Linked DNA regions of Triticum aestivum: region 2 is linked to region 1. The links are chromatin contacts, called in public Hi-C maps. All regions are on one chromosome and are shown on one strand. The core of a region is the stretch at or near the end of the contact, and the rest is flanking DNA. Distances in the headings are between cores, read along the strand shown.

Region 1 (7,015 bases), core at 2,950-5,449:
CCGTACTGCATATAGGTCGGCTCAGGTGGAGGATTCCTCTGTGTAAAACGTTTTTATCGTGGCGCTTTTTAGGGATACTTATAGGTGGCATTGGTGGATAATATTTTGCAGTTTTCTGGGCAATTTCTGTGACGTACCGCCAGAATGAATAACCGCTTTATTATTAGATATAGATATAGACTAGTAAATATGTTCGTGTGTTGTAATGGGAGAAATATCGCACAACACATATGTTAGTGAACCATGCTAGTCATGCTTAAAACTTAAACAATTAATCTCATCGAGCTCAACATGAGGCCCGCCATCTGCAAGCTACTCTGTACGGAGCAAACGTATGATGGAATGGGTGAAGAAATTTTCTCCTTTTATAATTATATATATATATATATATATATATATATATATATATATATATATAATTAAGAAACCCATGCATTCACATGAATAAATATATTTGAAATTAAAAATAAGGCACGAAAGCAGCTAAATATGAACGTTTTTTTCATAAAATCATTTGGAACTAGCTTTTATTTAAGTGCATTTTCTAATATCCGTCGTCTTTTCTACTTCGATATAGAACTCCAAACCTTTCGCTTAATTCTTTCTACATTTATCAGAACTTCACCAAAAATATCGATATTTTTAGACCCTTTTAGATCCTACTCATATTCAAACCAGTTGAATTTAAATTCAAATGACTCTGAATTCAACTCTTCCAAATTGGGTAAAACTTCTTTTCCTGGGCTAAGTATAAATCTCAGGCTCCACGTAAAAAAATTGACATTTTATAAACCCCTGGCCATTTTTTCTTCTCTTTTCCTTCTCTCTAATTTCTGTAAATGGGAAATGGAGAAAAGCAGAAAAAGAAAGAAGGAGATGGAGCCAGCACAGCTCAACAGCACCTCCTGCCCGAGCGCCTCTCGCTCCTTTGTTGCTCTTCTCCAACTCGTCACGCTGGTCTCCTCCCAGCGACCGGTGCCGCCATGGCTCTACTCTAGCATCGCTCCTCGCCCCCAACTAGTATCCTCGTCGCAGACCGCCCGGATCTGGCCGCCTGCTGTCCGTCATGGTCAGTGGTGGCTCGGTTTGGCGGCGGTGATTGGAGACGCTGCTTTGCATTCGTCGCCCTGTTGCTTCTCGGCTCTGTCTCGGCCTTTCTCTTAGGCTGGGCCCCCATACTATTTTTTGTTGGATTCATGCGCCTCTCCTCTTTGATTGGCCTTATCCCATCCTCTTTTTGTTGGCTTGTTGGTTCTTGCAATTTGGAACGTATACAAGTTGCTAGGATTTGATGTAAAATGTCGGAGTGGGACTGTTAATTCAAATCTGGAATTTCGGCACAAACTCTGTTTGCTACAGCCAGAAGGGAGGGGAGGGCAGGTTGTGATGTTGAACATTTTTAGCGGCCCATAATAAAAAAATTAATGGCCCGTAATAAAAATTCTAGCCCGTTGACTTAGCCAGCTGCAAATATGACGCCGGCCGGGCAGAAGCAATAGCCCTTTTATTAATAGGTACAGATATAGATATCGATTAATGGACCCGATAAGGCCTTGTTCGTTTAATCCTCCTTCCAGCGGGATTGGAGTGGACTGGAGATGATTTTGGCTTGTAGGGGATCTAATCCCCCTCAAACCCTGCCATTCCCTTTCAAAAACCACCTCAACCGAATAAGGCCTAAGGCGTAACATGTGTAATGCATTTTATTTTGCTGTGTAATGCATTTTATTTTGCTGACACTAGTTAAGTGATCCCTTTTTCTCCAAATATCTGGACCATCTCTCATCCCTTTCCACGTAAATATACTGATATTGGTTGCGCATATCTTTCTGTCAATTAAGTGTACCTTGCCCTTAAAACAAAAGCGTGCTCCCGTGGCCGTGCCTCCTCATCATATCTGATTCTACTGACCTACTTCCTCCGTCCGGAAATACTTGTCATCAAAATGAATAAAAGGGGGTGTATCTAGATGTATTTTAGTTCTAGATACATCCTTTTTTATCCATTTTGATGACAAATATTTCCGGACTGAGGGAGTACTAGGTAAGGTCGACGACACCGATGAAGGCTCCAGCAGTTTAATGTGCCTTCTTTTTCTCAATTAATCGACGATGTCAGGGAGAGTTCTCCCTTGCCTACAGCGATGGAGAGGGCACCGCCCACGGCGGTAAGTTATGGTCGAAAAACTCGGCGATTGCCCTCCTTCCACGTCTCGACCAGAGACGGGAGAATGACCACGTACGCCGCGCGTGCTAGGCCCTAGGGTCTGCCCGCTTTGGCTCTCATCAATCAAGCTGGAGTAGCTTTCAGCGTTGGCCGTACCTACGTGCGGCGGGACCGCGGGAGAGCTTGGCACTAGCTTGGGAGTAGTAGTTAGCACAGTGCGCATCCTACGTATTCTAGCTAAGGATATACGCGAAATTGCATACACATTTGTTCTTGGATTGTCTCAGCGAAGCCGCGTGCATTGCCAGCATGCACGACTGACATGTAGGCAAAATGGAGCTGTCTTGACGCTCTACATGCACTACAAGTGCATGCTGTCGCTACCACTACAGATGAGTACGTACCGGTGAGCTAGCATGCATGAATTTAAAGATTTGTCCTTCTTCTAGGCTTCTAGAAGAGTATCTCATCATCAAGCCCTACCTCGTCGACCCACTTAGCTCTAGCAATATATAAATAGCTCACAAATATACGAGAGATTTTGACCGGGCCTATGGCTACTCACTCGGAAAGATGCAATGGAAATGCCCTGGAGAGAGGATTTTCTACCATGCACGAGACCTCCCGTGTATGCATCCACCTCCTTGCTTATCATTATGTGGGACCACTGACATCACCTATAACGTTTTTTCTTTTATCTAGCATACATTCACATGTTATTCTACTCACTAAGTTTCATCCAAATAAATAGATACATATTGTATGTTGAAATAAAAGTTTGATTTACATTCTGTTTGCGCAATTGTGTTTTTTCCGACAATATCTTTAAAACAAGACCAATATTGAATATATTTTTACAAAATATATATTTTTACAAGTAAACCACCAAGCTTCAAACTTGTTTCATACAAATTTATTAATTTGATATAAAAATTCAACAGTGAGTTATTCAAACAAAACTATGAACTTTAATAGTGTTTGACAACGTATCTCATAGTTTTGTGTACTTTTAATAGTGTTTCATTCTGTTTAAAATTTGATTATTTTTAGAACATGCTGAAACAAATTCAAAAGTGATCTTGTTTTAAAGTTCTCCTCGTCATAAACACAAATATGCAAACGGATCATAAATGGTACTTTTGGTTTAAAAGATAAAATAGTTTTAAACATGGAAATAAAATAACAAAGCATGGGGTGATGGAGCATAGGCTTGCATGTGGTCAGAGAAAGATCTGACAAACTACAAACAGCATTAATGGACAAGATCGAATCTCGAGAAAAAAATGAACGGCCCTCCCATGCACAGGACCTCCCGTGCATGGGAGAAATGTTCTTCTCAAATGCCCTGTCCCTGTTTAGTAGTATCAGTCCTAGTTACCGTCTACGGTCGGGAAAGGGCAGGTCAAAAAGGTGTATTCCCGCGGATAACTTTTGTGGAGACAGCACTTGGATCAGCAAAAAAGCCACCTCGATCAGTTTTTTCTTGTCCCGACAGTAACAACACTTGCATGGTGTATACTGCATCACATCTGCATCAGCATGATGCATACGGATACAATAAACACCGCCTGTTTGGGAATAGTAGATACACGTACTACTACAGTACACATAGCTAACAAAACAGACATATGCAAGCACGATCCAAACATTTAATACGTGTATCGGTGTACGGTTTCAGAGTCGCTGCAATGAAGGCCATGCCCTAGGGCGATCGGTTGAATGGCCCAGTTCGTCGATGCGCCGAGGGCGGGGCCGCTACGTGGGGGAGGCCCCAGCCAGCCAGCCAGCTAGCCGCCATCTCACTTGAAACGCGCACACGTGGGCACGTCCGATGCTGTGCTGGTGGCTCTGTAGCTCTGTTGCGACAGCTCGGCTAGCTAGCTCGCCTGTGATGCCGCGGTTTCCGTTTTGCTTCTGTTTCGGCGCGGTCGACCGACGTCGACCAAGCGTCGACGCGATCATGGCGTCACGGCGGCGTCACACGCGGACGAACCCCACAGACCGCTGTCCATGGGGGCGGGTCGACGTCCAATTGATTCGACATTCAATGGCTCGCCTGGAAATGCTTGGCCCACTGCCAGCAGCTTGCATGAGTAGTACTATGTACCGTGCGGAGGTCGTGATCGCCACACTCGCCTCCGCGAAACGGAATGGTCCACGGCGCGATCTACTCTTCATGCAGACCATGGTCAGCTTTTCTCTCATGTCTTTGGCGACAGAGCTGAGAACGTGAAATGTTTCCGTTCGACCGGGCCACCAAACCGCACCAACCCACCGCGGGCCGTGACTGCCGGCGGGCAGGGATTTTCCCGCAAAGCCGGCGCGGTCGGTCCACGACGCTTTTACCCATGGACGGCACGGGCGGCGCCGGGTAGCTATTACAGTCGTGCAAGACCGACGACAGCCAGAGGCCCAGAGCCAGGGCGGGCCTCCCAGCACTAGAGCCACCCGTGCCCTCTGGACGTCGACGCCCGTGCCAGGTCGGCGCGCGACCGGCCGGGCTCGGGTCGAACCGGAGAACGCACTATGATCCGGGGTATATGATTACGGCGGTGCGGCGGCCGTCGCTTTCCTTCCCATCCGCCTCTCTCGTCGCGCACAAGCACAATGGACTGCTCTGCTCGATCCGCTGCGCTGGGTGAGTGCGCGGCAGCTCCATCCTCCATGCATGCTATTTTCAGCTCGTTTCGTTCCTTGGCCCGTTTCCTCTCACTGTCGCTTTACGCGTCACAACTCGCGAGTGATCGGGGTTCATACCACCTTTCTTTGGCATGCACTCATGCAGGTCTCTTTTGTTGCATTATAGATGGGCTTAGCCTATATAAGACTATAATCTCTGATTAATCTCTAACGATCAATTTAGATGCATGACAAGTGGTGAAAAGTTTAGTATCATGTTGCTACAGTAAGAAAAGTGGTGCGCCTTTATAAGGTCTGCTCTATCACATGTCATTGGGAGCTTGGAAATATGAGTTGTACACATGCCCTCCGCCGCCGCCCGCCTTGCCTCGCCACGGCGCACGCGCGCTGCGGTTTGCGGGAATGAGCCCATCTACCTAACGACCTATATAAGAAGGCATGGGCCAGTGGAGTGAACCCTTAGCTCAGTTCACTCACTCCTTCTATGCTGTTTTCGGCGATTCCATTTCAACGACCGCGTGCACGCTTGGTCGGGAGAGCAGGTGCCTCTAGAACCCTGTCGTTCGAGATCCTGCCCGGAAGAACGACAATAAGATTTTTGGGAAGCGTCTCGACGCGATTGCTCCCGATCCATCCCTGTCTCAGTCCACCTCCACATCCACTATTTTCCCTAGATCGACTCCATGGCTGACGACGAAGCCGCCAAGAAGAAGGCCTCGGCCGATGCCGAGGCTGCCGCTGTCGCTGCCGCGTTGGCCTGGCCAACCGGAGGGTATGACTCGTTCATCCCCTATTTGCTCGTTCATGTATTGGTCATATATATGATGTTTATAAATGTTTTGATTCTATGTACTATATGTGCTCACATGCTTAGATATCGATATAAGATGTATATCGTGTTTATCATGTTTACTGTATACTCGTGGATTAAATTAGTCAGAAAAGTGCTAATATTTCTAACATCTTTCCCTCCTCGCCCTTTCACGCGCACGCGCACGCGGTGCCAAAGGGTCCGGCATTTCCACTAACCGCTCCAGTCACTACGCAATGTTTCTCTTCTCCCCCCTTATCTGAATCGACCGTAGGCCGTAGCTATGCCTCCTCTGGTCTTTTCGGTTTAGCCATGACACCGATCTTTGCGGCCCATAACATAACACAAAGCGCATGCACACATGCATTCCGGGTTTAGAGCGCACACACGGCGCTCGCTGTCACTTTTACATGTGTGTGAGGGCATGTACAATGATTTATCTTAGGAGTGCCAGTAGGATAGATGATGAGGTGAAGAAAAAAGAACTAATTAAAAAAAATGTTTGTCTTCTCTTATTTAAAAGAAGACCAGAGATGATCTCTTAGCACAATATGTCACATCATGTTATTAGAAATTATACTCCCTCCGTCCGAAAATACTTGTCCGAGGAATGGATGTATCAAAGATATATTTTAGTTCTAGATACATCCATTTATATCCATTTCTACGACAAATATTTCCGGATGGAGGAAGTACTACACTAGTTACTGAAGATAAAGCTAAAAAATGATTCATTGTAGATATTTTTTTTCATCCCTAAATTACACGTAAGATTTAAAAAAAATTGTCTTATCAACCATTGTACAGCATGCCCTGAAAAGGCTAAGCAGAGAATAAAGTGATCGCAATGCAACCGTATCAACGACCTATTTCACCGGCCGGCGTCACTGTAAACTACTCCTACCAGAAGTTGAGGCAACAATTATGAGTAATTACTAGTAAAAGCGAGCGAGCGTGTGATGATCACGTACGTAACTACACTAACTGCCATCTTCCTTGATGGCTCCAACTGAATGAAAAAAAAACCTTCCTTGATCGTTATTATGAGTGAACTAACCTACGCAGCGCACCACCGATGCCGTGCCGTCTCTTTCGCCCTACTAGGGCTGGCTACTGACGGACGAGGGCTTCTCGGCGTTGCTAGCTTTTGGCGTTTTTCTTCGGCTGGGCCACCCGCCCCGCCCGGCCGGCCACATGCGGGCGATCGAGAATCAAAAGCTACACAGTTCATCGCAGGATCGACCGACCTGCGTCGTGTCGTCGGCCAGGCCCCCCCGCCCCCAGAGATCCAGGTGTTCCTATCAGACCGTGGATGTGAACCGCACGCTTCCGCGGCTTTGGCCCCAAGCGCGGATCAGAGTCCAGAGCTCGCTCCCAGACGTGCGCGCGGCGCTGAGC
Region 2 (7,057 bases), core at 3,092-5,591, 170 kb after region 1:
GTGTGGAGATGTGTTTGGGTCTCTTTCCATTGGCGATGAAGCCGGTGATTGTTGTTTTGATGCGTCTATGGGATCTTGGCACGACGACTTCCTGACTGTCTGTTACAATAAGGTTTGCATAGCTCCGGCGAGGAGGGGCGATGACAACGATGTGCTTTGCGAGTTGTATTTTGTGTTACCTCTGATGTTCTATGTATTGTCACGACGTACTATGATTAGATTGAAAGTTTCTCAAAAAAAAATCAAAATGAGCGCTAGGGTACATCGGCACGCCAGGGTGACACCCACGCCTCAGATATTTTCCGCCCGCTGACGGCACGCTTTCAGCAGCAGCATTACCGAATCTGACCCGACCACTAGCAATGGCAAGCAGCAGCAAGATTACTACAAGAGACGCACGACCGTAATCATCATGGCGTCCACAAACTAGCATGTCCAACTAATAACTAGCAGAAGCACACCAAATCGCTGCGTTTACAAATGGACCGAAAAGAGCGCGCACTTCCGCCTTCGTCTCCAACCCTGGGCTCCTTTTTGCCGCGCTCGCGGGCGTGCCAGCCATGTGCGCGCACAGGACACATGTCATGGCCATCTCGCGTGGCTCTGCCTCCTCAACAACCGCCGCCATTACCATCCGCCATCAACCACCATAACTGCACTGCACCGCGCCAAGCATCGTCCCTCATTCACTCCTCCTTCCCGGGCGAGGGCGCGGCAACAATATATAGTGTAGCAGCCACAGAGCGCGAGATTTGGGCTCGATTTGAGGCAGCGTGTTCGTTAGCTGGGTAGCTCCAGTGCGCCATGGATCGATCAGTCATGCATTGTGCGTTGTCCGTTCAAGTCATGCGTTGTGCGCTGTCCGTTAAGCGTGACAAGATTCAAGCCCATAGATATAACGTCATGTCAGTTTCCAAGCGAGTCCAACCCCAGGCTGAAGACAAGCGACCTATCCATCGGGCGCGCGCTGGACATCACCGCATGCACCGACGGCGTGGGGGAGGCAGCCGCTGCGCCGCAGCATCCTCACCGGTGTGCGCGAGCCAACCACATAGACGCATAAATGCACATCAGCTCACCAGCTGAAAGATTGGATAAATAGAGCTAGCATGACATCCGGCAGGGGTGGCAGGGCTGATGGCTCCGCAATCTTTCGGCGAATAAATGGGCGTTGGCCCATCCATGCAAGTACATGGGGAAGGAGGATGGAACTGAACTTTGCGTTTATCATTGCATTGCAACGCTATCGATCCAAGTCGAACAGCATGTGAGAGGACCACGAGCGAGGCCGATGCTGGATCCATCGATCGACCTACCAGCTTGAAGCCTTGAACATCCTTTAATGGCGGCCGCTGCCTCACATGCATCGCATGTCCGACCTTCGTGCGTGTAGTATAGATACTAGTAAAATGTCAGTGGTGCCATGCTCAGTTCCTGTTTATTGGTGATGCTGATTGGACGCATCGCATGCCAGTGATGCATGCTATTGTCGGAAGGGACGGGTCGATAGCAGATGGAACCCTACTGTGTGCCATGCTACATGGTCAAGACAAGATCCTGAAAGGCGGGTTACACTGTCACTCGAGCCATCAAGTCTAGAATTTTCGTTAATTTTCGTGATCTACGGAGCCTCCCTCGTCACCATTTTTCTACAGTTTGATTTGTTTATAAAATCATGTGATAACATCACAAGAATACGGCCTGGTGAGTTTTCCTTGATCTTCGCAGATTGACACCTTTCGTGCTGACTTACGGACACATACTTTGCGAAATGTTATGAACAATTATTGTAATTTGGAAGGTCCGCTATAAGCTTTCACTCCATCGCTCGTACATGTACGGATGTGCCCAACAGATTTTTCTCTACACGTATAGCTAGCTAACTCTAGCTGCCTACCTCACGAAACTACACAATCAATTAGTAGAATTCCACTTTCGTAATTAATCAAGCATATAAAAGTCTAAACAGGGCATCCCTTGTTGCTTTCATGCACTAATTGTTAATTGCAGCTCCAGGTACGTACACTACTCATCAACATCCCAACGTTGATACTCCTACATGCTGCCACCAAAACATGAAAAAAATAAAAGGAAATGAAGAAGCATTATATACTTGAAGAGAAAAAGGAAAAATCTGCTTTTCCTCAATCACTCTTTATATGCATATATATCTGCAGCGAAAAGGTGATGATCAACCTGCACAATATCTACTCAGTCCAGCTTGATCTGTGTACGCATCCCCTCCGTGGGATCGATCAGTCAAGAAGAGAAAAGCCATGAAAAAGAAGAAAACAAAAAGCTACATCGATCGCATCGCGGCAGACCGATGCTTCGTGTCTCCTAAGTTAATCAAATCACCCGCCATGGCCGCCGCCGTCAAGGGTCAAGCCTTCTGACGGGCGCCTAGGAAGTTAGCTACGCGCGACAGCCACTGTAACCTCACCGGCAGCCTGCCGGCGAAGCTGCGCGACCGGACGTAGAGCACGACGCAGAGCAGCGTGCCGACGACGCAGGTGGCGCCCCAGATGGCGAAGGTGGCCTGGTAGCAGCTGGCGCCGGCGCACGTGGCGGCGCCCCGCGCGCCAGCCTCCCGCTGGTACAGGAACGCCGAGAAGTAGCCGAAGCAGAGCGAGCCGACGGGGATGTTGGACACGAGGACGTTGTGGTTGACGCCGAAGTTCTTGGCGCCGAACAGCTCGCTCGTCGCCGACACCGCCACCGACGTGATGGCCCCCGTGCAGGTGCCGACGATGGCCGTGCTCGCGTACAGGAAGACGCTGCCCGGGTTGAGCAGCAGGAAGAAGGCGCACGCCATGGGCGCCATCAGCGACGCCATGGACCCCGTCCGCGATATGCTGTGCCCGCTTCTGCACCACAAACCAACAGATTCAGTTAGCTGCTGTTTCTGGAAACAAGTAACAAATTGCATGGACAAAAGCAGAGAAGATTCGACTCTAGAACTAGAAGTTGTTGATAGTTACAAGTTTCCCATTTAAAAGGACCCCCATGAATCCTGGAGGGAGACTCCAAGAAGATCCCAAGGGCCCAATCAGACGAAAATAAGCATTAATCTAATCATGCATGTGTGTGTGGAAAGAATGGTGAAGTGCTTACTTTGCAGAGTAGTAGTCCATGAAGGACGGGAGGAGGCGACCGAAGAAGCCGAAGGAAGACGACAGGGAGACCAGAGTGGAAGTCTGGCCGAGACCTCGCGACTCGGCAATCTGCCCCAGATTGTTGAGGAAGACCAGGCCCAGGGTGCCGCTGAACATGTAGCTGAAGAAGTAGAGCCAGAAGTCCGGCTTCTTGAGCAGCTGGAGGCCTCCGATCTCCTCCTGTGGATTCTCCTCCGCCACGACGATCTCCTCCTCCTTGGTCTCGAGGTCCATCACCTCGATGACGACCACGGCGTCGTCGGTGCCGAGATCGTGGATCCTGTTCTCGCGCTTGGCCTCCCAGATCTTGTTCATGCTCTCGCGGATCTTGAGGGCCGCCGGGATGAGCATGGGCACGGCCAGAAGCACGCTGAGGCTCACCATGTGCTCCCTGGACGACAGCCCGCTGGCCGTGGAGCCGATGCTGCCGACCACGGCGCACGCGCCCGTGGCGAGCGTGATGGCGAACATGACGAGGAATGCCGTGTCCGTGCTCGCCATGGAGTCGCTCTTGAGGTCGAACAGCCTGAGGGCCGGCGCCACGAACACGGTGACGATCATCGGCACCACGGCATTGAGGAGGAGGTACGTCTTGGCCTTGGAGTCGGCGAGGCGGGGCATGGTCTCGGCCAGGCTGGTGTACACCTTGGCGCTGAGGCCGAGGTAGCTGGTGGCGAGGCTGACGGCGACGCGGCTCCTGGACGCGAAGTTCTTGATGCAGAGGAGGTAGCAGACGGTGTTGATCCAGCAGATGCCGTTCCCGGCGAGGGCGGTGAGCAGGAACAGGTGCCAGCACTTGAGCGCGGGGCTGTCGAGGAAGAGGTACTGCACGCCATAGCCGACGAGGCCGAACGAGGCGCCGACGAAGGCGACGAGCGGGAGCGGCACGTAGAGCGCGGCGACCCCGGAGAACCAGCCGAAGAGCTTGCCGGCGTCGGAGGCGAAGGCGAGGAAGTTGAGCTGCACCTGGGAGATGCCCTTGAGCTCCTTGAGCTGCGACGAGTAGACGGGGAAGTCGGAGTTGGGGCCGTTGATGGTCTGCAGCCAGATGGTCCCGACGAGGCTCAGCCAGTGGGCCGAGGAAGGCGACGACATCGCCGGGGAGGGGAGAGCTGTACGTGCTCCGTCCGGGCTCAGGGGTGGTGGTGGTGGTGTTGGAGGCACTGGAGCTCTGATAATAATTATGGCCCGTGGCCGCTGGGTATTTATGCACCGCCGGTGGTAAACCAACCGGCGACTCCTCGTCCAAGTCGGATGGTTGTGGCTGTAAATCGCCGGCAATTAAGGGCCCGCTTCCGACGTGGCCGCGAGCTGCTGCCTCAGCTATGTGGCTTCTCCGTCAGCCAGTATACGGGCCGGACACAGTTAGGCCAGCAGTGCCAGGGCCGAGGTGTAACTGTCACGCCGATCCGGTCGAGCTCAGGACTCAGAATTCAGACCGCAGCCGGTTGCTTCCAAGTTTGCTCGGTGCTGCCGCGGCGAGACACCTGGTGGCCGCTGCTGCTCCAAGCTGACCAGCCTGAGCTGTCTAGCTAGCCAGAAATTAATGGCGGATGACCTATGGCAGGATCGAGCTCCTGGCCATGGTTACCCCGAGCTGGTTACGGTTTACCCGGCAGCCACGACGACAGGGAGACTGCAGGGTTCACAACTCATTTGGCCAGCCAGCTCTCATAGACGTCATGGCGATGAATCTGGCCGTCCCCGGACGCCGAAGCGAAACCAAACACGACGATCGCCGAGAGCCGAGATCGATCTCCGCGATCTGCGGCGTCGGCGGAACTTGGAAGCTCCCAAGATTGCGGCTTGGCTTCTTCCTTCCTGGCCCGACGCATATACAGTACATATATACCACAATACCTGCCTAGTTTGAATCGGAAGCCGGAGCCGAACGGGACGCGTATCACGTATGTATGGTATGGACGAATTCGTACGATCGTATCCGACGACGAGTGGGGTTCAGTTTCGTCCGAGATATGGGAGGGCGACGGCGGACGGGCTCTTGCCATCTTGGAGATTCAGCCGGGCGTCGACGTGAAGGCGTTTCCCGCCACTCGGATCGACCTCAGCCCCGTTTTCAAATGCACTGAACCTCCGGGAGTCCGTGGCGCCTTGTCCCCCGGCGGTCACCCTCAGGCCGGGCGGCCACTTTCACCCGCCTGAGAAACATCGCCACGGTTTCCATGGCGCAGTAATGCCGCGTTCCCATCACCCCCCCGCAGGTACGGTTAAATCTCGGCGTCTCCGGCCACGCTCGCAGCCGCGGTTACTGTCGTCCCGCCTTGGCGCCATTAAAATGAACCCGCCATGACCTGCAGGCAACAGAGGTGATGTCAGGCCCGTAGGAGCGAGGCGTGTACAGGCTCCCAGCCATGTCTGAATGAATCTGGCGCTCGCACCCATGCCTCGGGCCGGCTTCGGCGTGAAGACGGATCCCGCCATTAATCGCCGTTCCCACGGCGTAACGGTGACATCAGGGCATACGGTGGCCGCCGGTATCTGGGAGGCGGGCTAGCTGCTCCTCTCCTCTCCTGTACCTGTACGGAGTGCAGTCTGACCATACCTGAGGCCTAACAAATGGAAAGGGATGGAATTCCATCTCGTTCTGCATTCAGACAGGACTTGGAGCTGGACTGACTGAACTGCCGTTTCCGTTCGTTCGACTAGATGCACGATGATGGGTGGCGTCGTGTTGGACTGGACGAACAGATGGAAACGTATACTCATGTCCAACACGCTTGATTTCCGAGATATCCAGAGGCCACGGTTGGCACGCGAATCACATTCATTCAGCCTTCAGGTTCAGGTTCAGGCTCAGAGCAACAAATAATCATGTACACGAATGTGAGATCACCCTGAGCAAATGCTGATCTCATCCGGTAATAATACATGAAAACGCCGTCAGAACATGAGAGGACAAGCCACATGGTAGGACTCAGAAAAGAGACTGCATATTCGGTTGCTCCGTCGTCTGAACCGCCGCGTCACAATCCTTTCGGTTGAATTTCAAAAAAGCATCCATGTGCAACCCTTATGCCAAAGTGATGTAGTCCATAGCTCAACATCCAGAGTTCAGAGTTTCGGTCCGACGAGTGGGAAGATTGGTAGGATGATGATCAACTGGTTCAAAAGGGGGTGAATGCAGGCCTAACCAACCTACCATCTACATTCTGCTGGCGTGAAGATACCACATGTCCCGCTTTGAGAAGCCAGTTAGGTGTGTGAAATCTGAAGCTCCAAGGCAGTTCAGATAGTCAAAACAACCTAAGTTCGCAATAAGGGATTGCCGTTTCTACGTGATATGTGTCAAAGGTCCAGTCAAGACTCGAGACTACACCACTTATTTGCTCATGATAACTCTCGTCATGATTCATGATTCAGAGTCCCTCACTCAACTATTTTGGCGGTGCCCATTCTCCGAGGCGACTCGGCTGCCGTCCTCGAGAATTTCCTCGTTCACTTCTTGCGTCCTTGAAGCAAGTCTTACTGGACATGACGGCTCTCTTCTGAATGCCGTAGTTTCTTGGAGGAACTGCACTGCTGATGCAGCGTCCCCGTCTCTCATCCGCCATGGGAAACACAGAGGACAAGGCCTTGGCGTGTCTCGAAATCCAAGTGAACTTCAGCAAGTGGGAGGACGCGATAGTTGAACCGCAGAGTGAGACCAAGCGAATTCAGGGGTGAAAGCTGAGAGGAACTCAGGGGTGAAACGTGTAACTGAGGGCGCAAAGACGTATCCAAGGTGGCGCGGCGCCGAGACCTCGCCTGCGGACAAGGAGAAGGAGGATTGAACGCCGCTCGGCCGCTGCCGTGACGGCGAGGAGGTGAAGAAGCCCTCTCCCGGCTGCCGGTGGGCAACGGCAGACCGAGAAGTCCGCTCCCCTCCGGCAAGTTCGCTTCGA

The links. A called contact is a pair of places that touch in the nucleus more often than the background predicts.
Region 2: a contact with region 1 is called in a Hi-C map of leaf, with 5 times the contacts expected there. The contact joins the promoter of LOC123062455 here to the enhancer-like site in region 1. A contact is called at or near these places in 5 of 5 Hi-C or Micro-C datasets (leaf, root and an unstated tissue).

The regions. Positions count from the first base shown.
Region 1 is chr3A:596,146,717-596,153,731 of IWGSC CS RefSeq v2.1, forward strand. No RefSeq gene overlaps it. Among protein-coding and RNA genes, the nearest start is that of LOC123058735, 120 kb to the left of the region's middle. Within about 2 kb of position 4,200, at least 6 of the 8 cell types and tissues checked have an H3K27ac peak or open chromatin away from gene starts, as enhancers often do. A contact at or near this core is called in leaf, where this site is marked.
Region 2 is chr3A:596,318,301-596,325,357 of IWGSC CS RefSeq v2.1, forward strand. LOC123062455 (protein NUCLEAR FUSION DEFECTIVE 4) reads right to left here and starts at 4,342. Exons shown (of 2, transcript XM_044485976.1): 1 at 3,115-4,342; 2 at 2,111-2,867. The coding sequence starts at 4,250. The coding sequence ends at 2,384.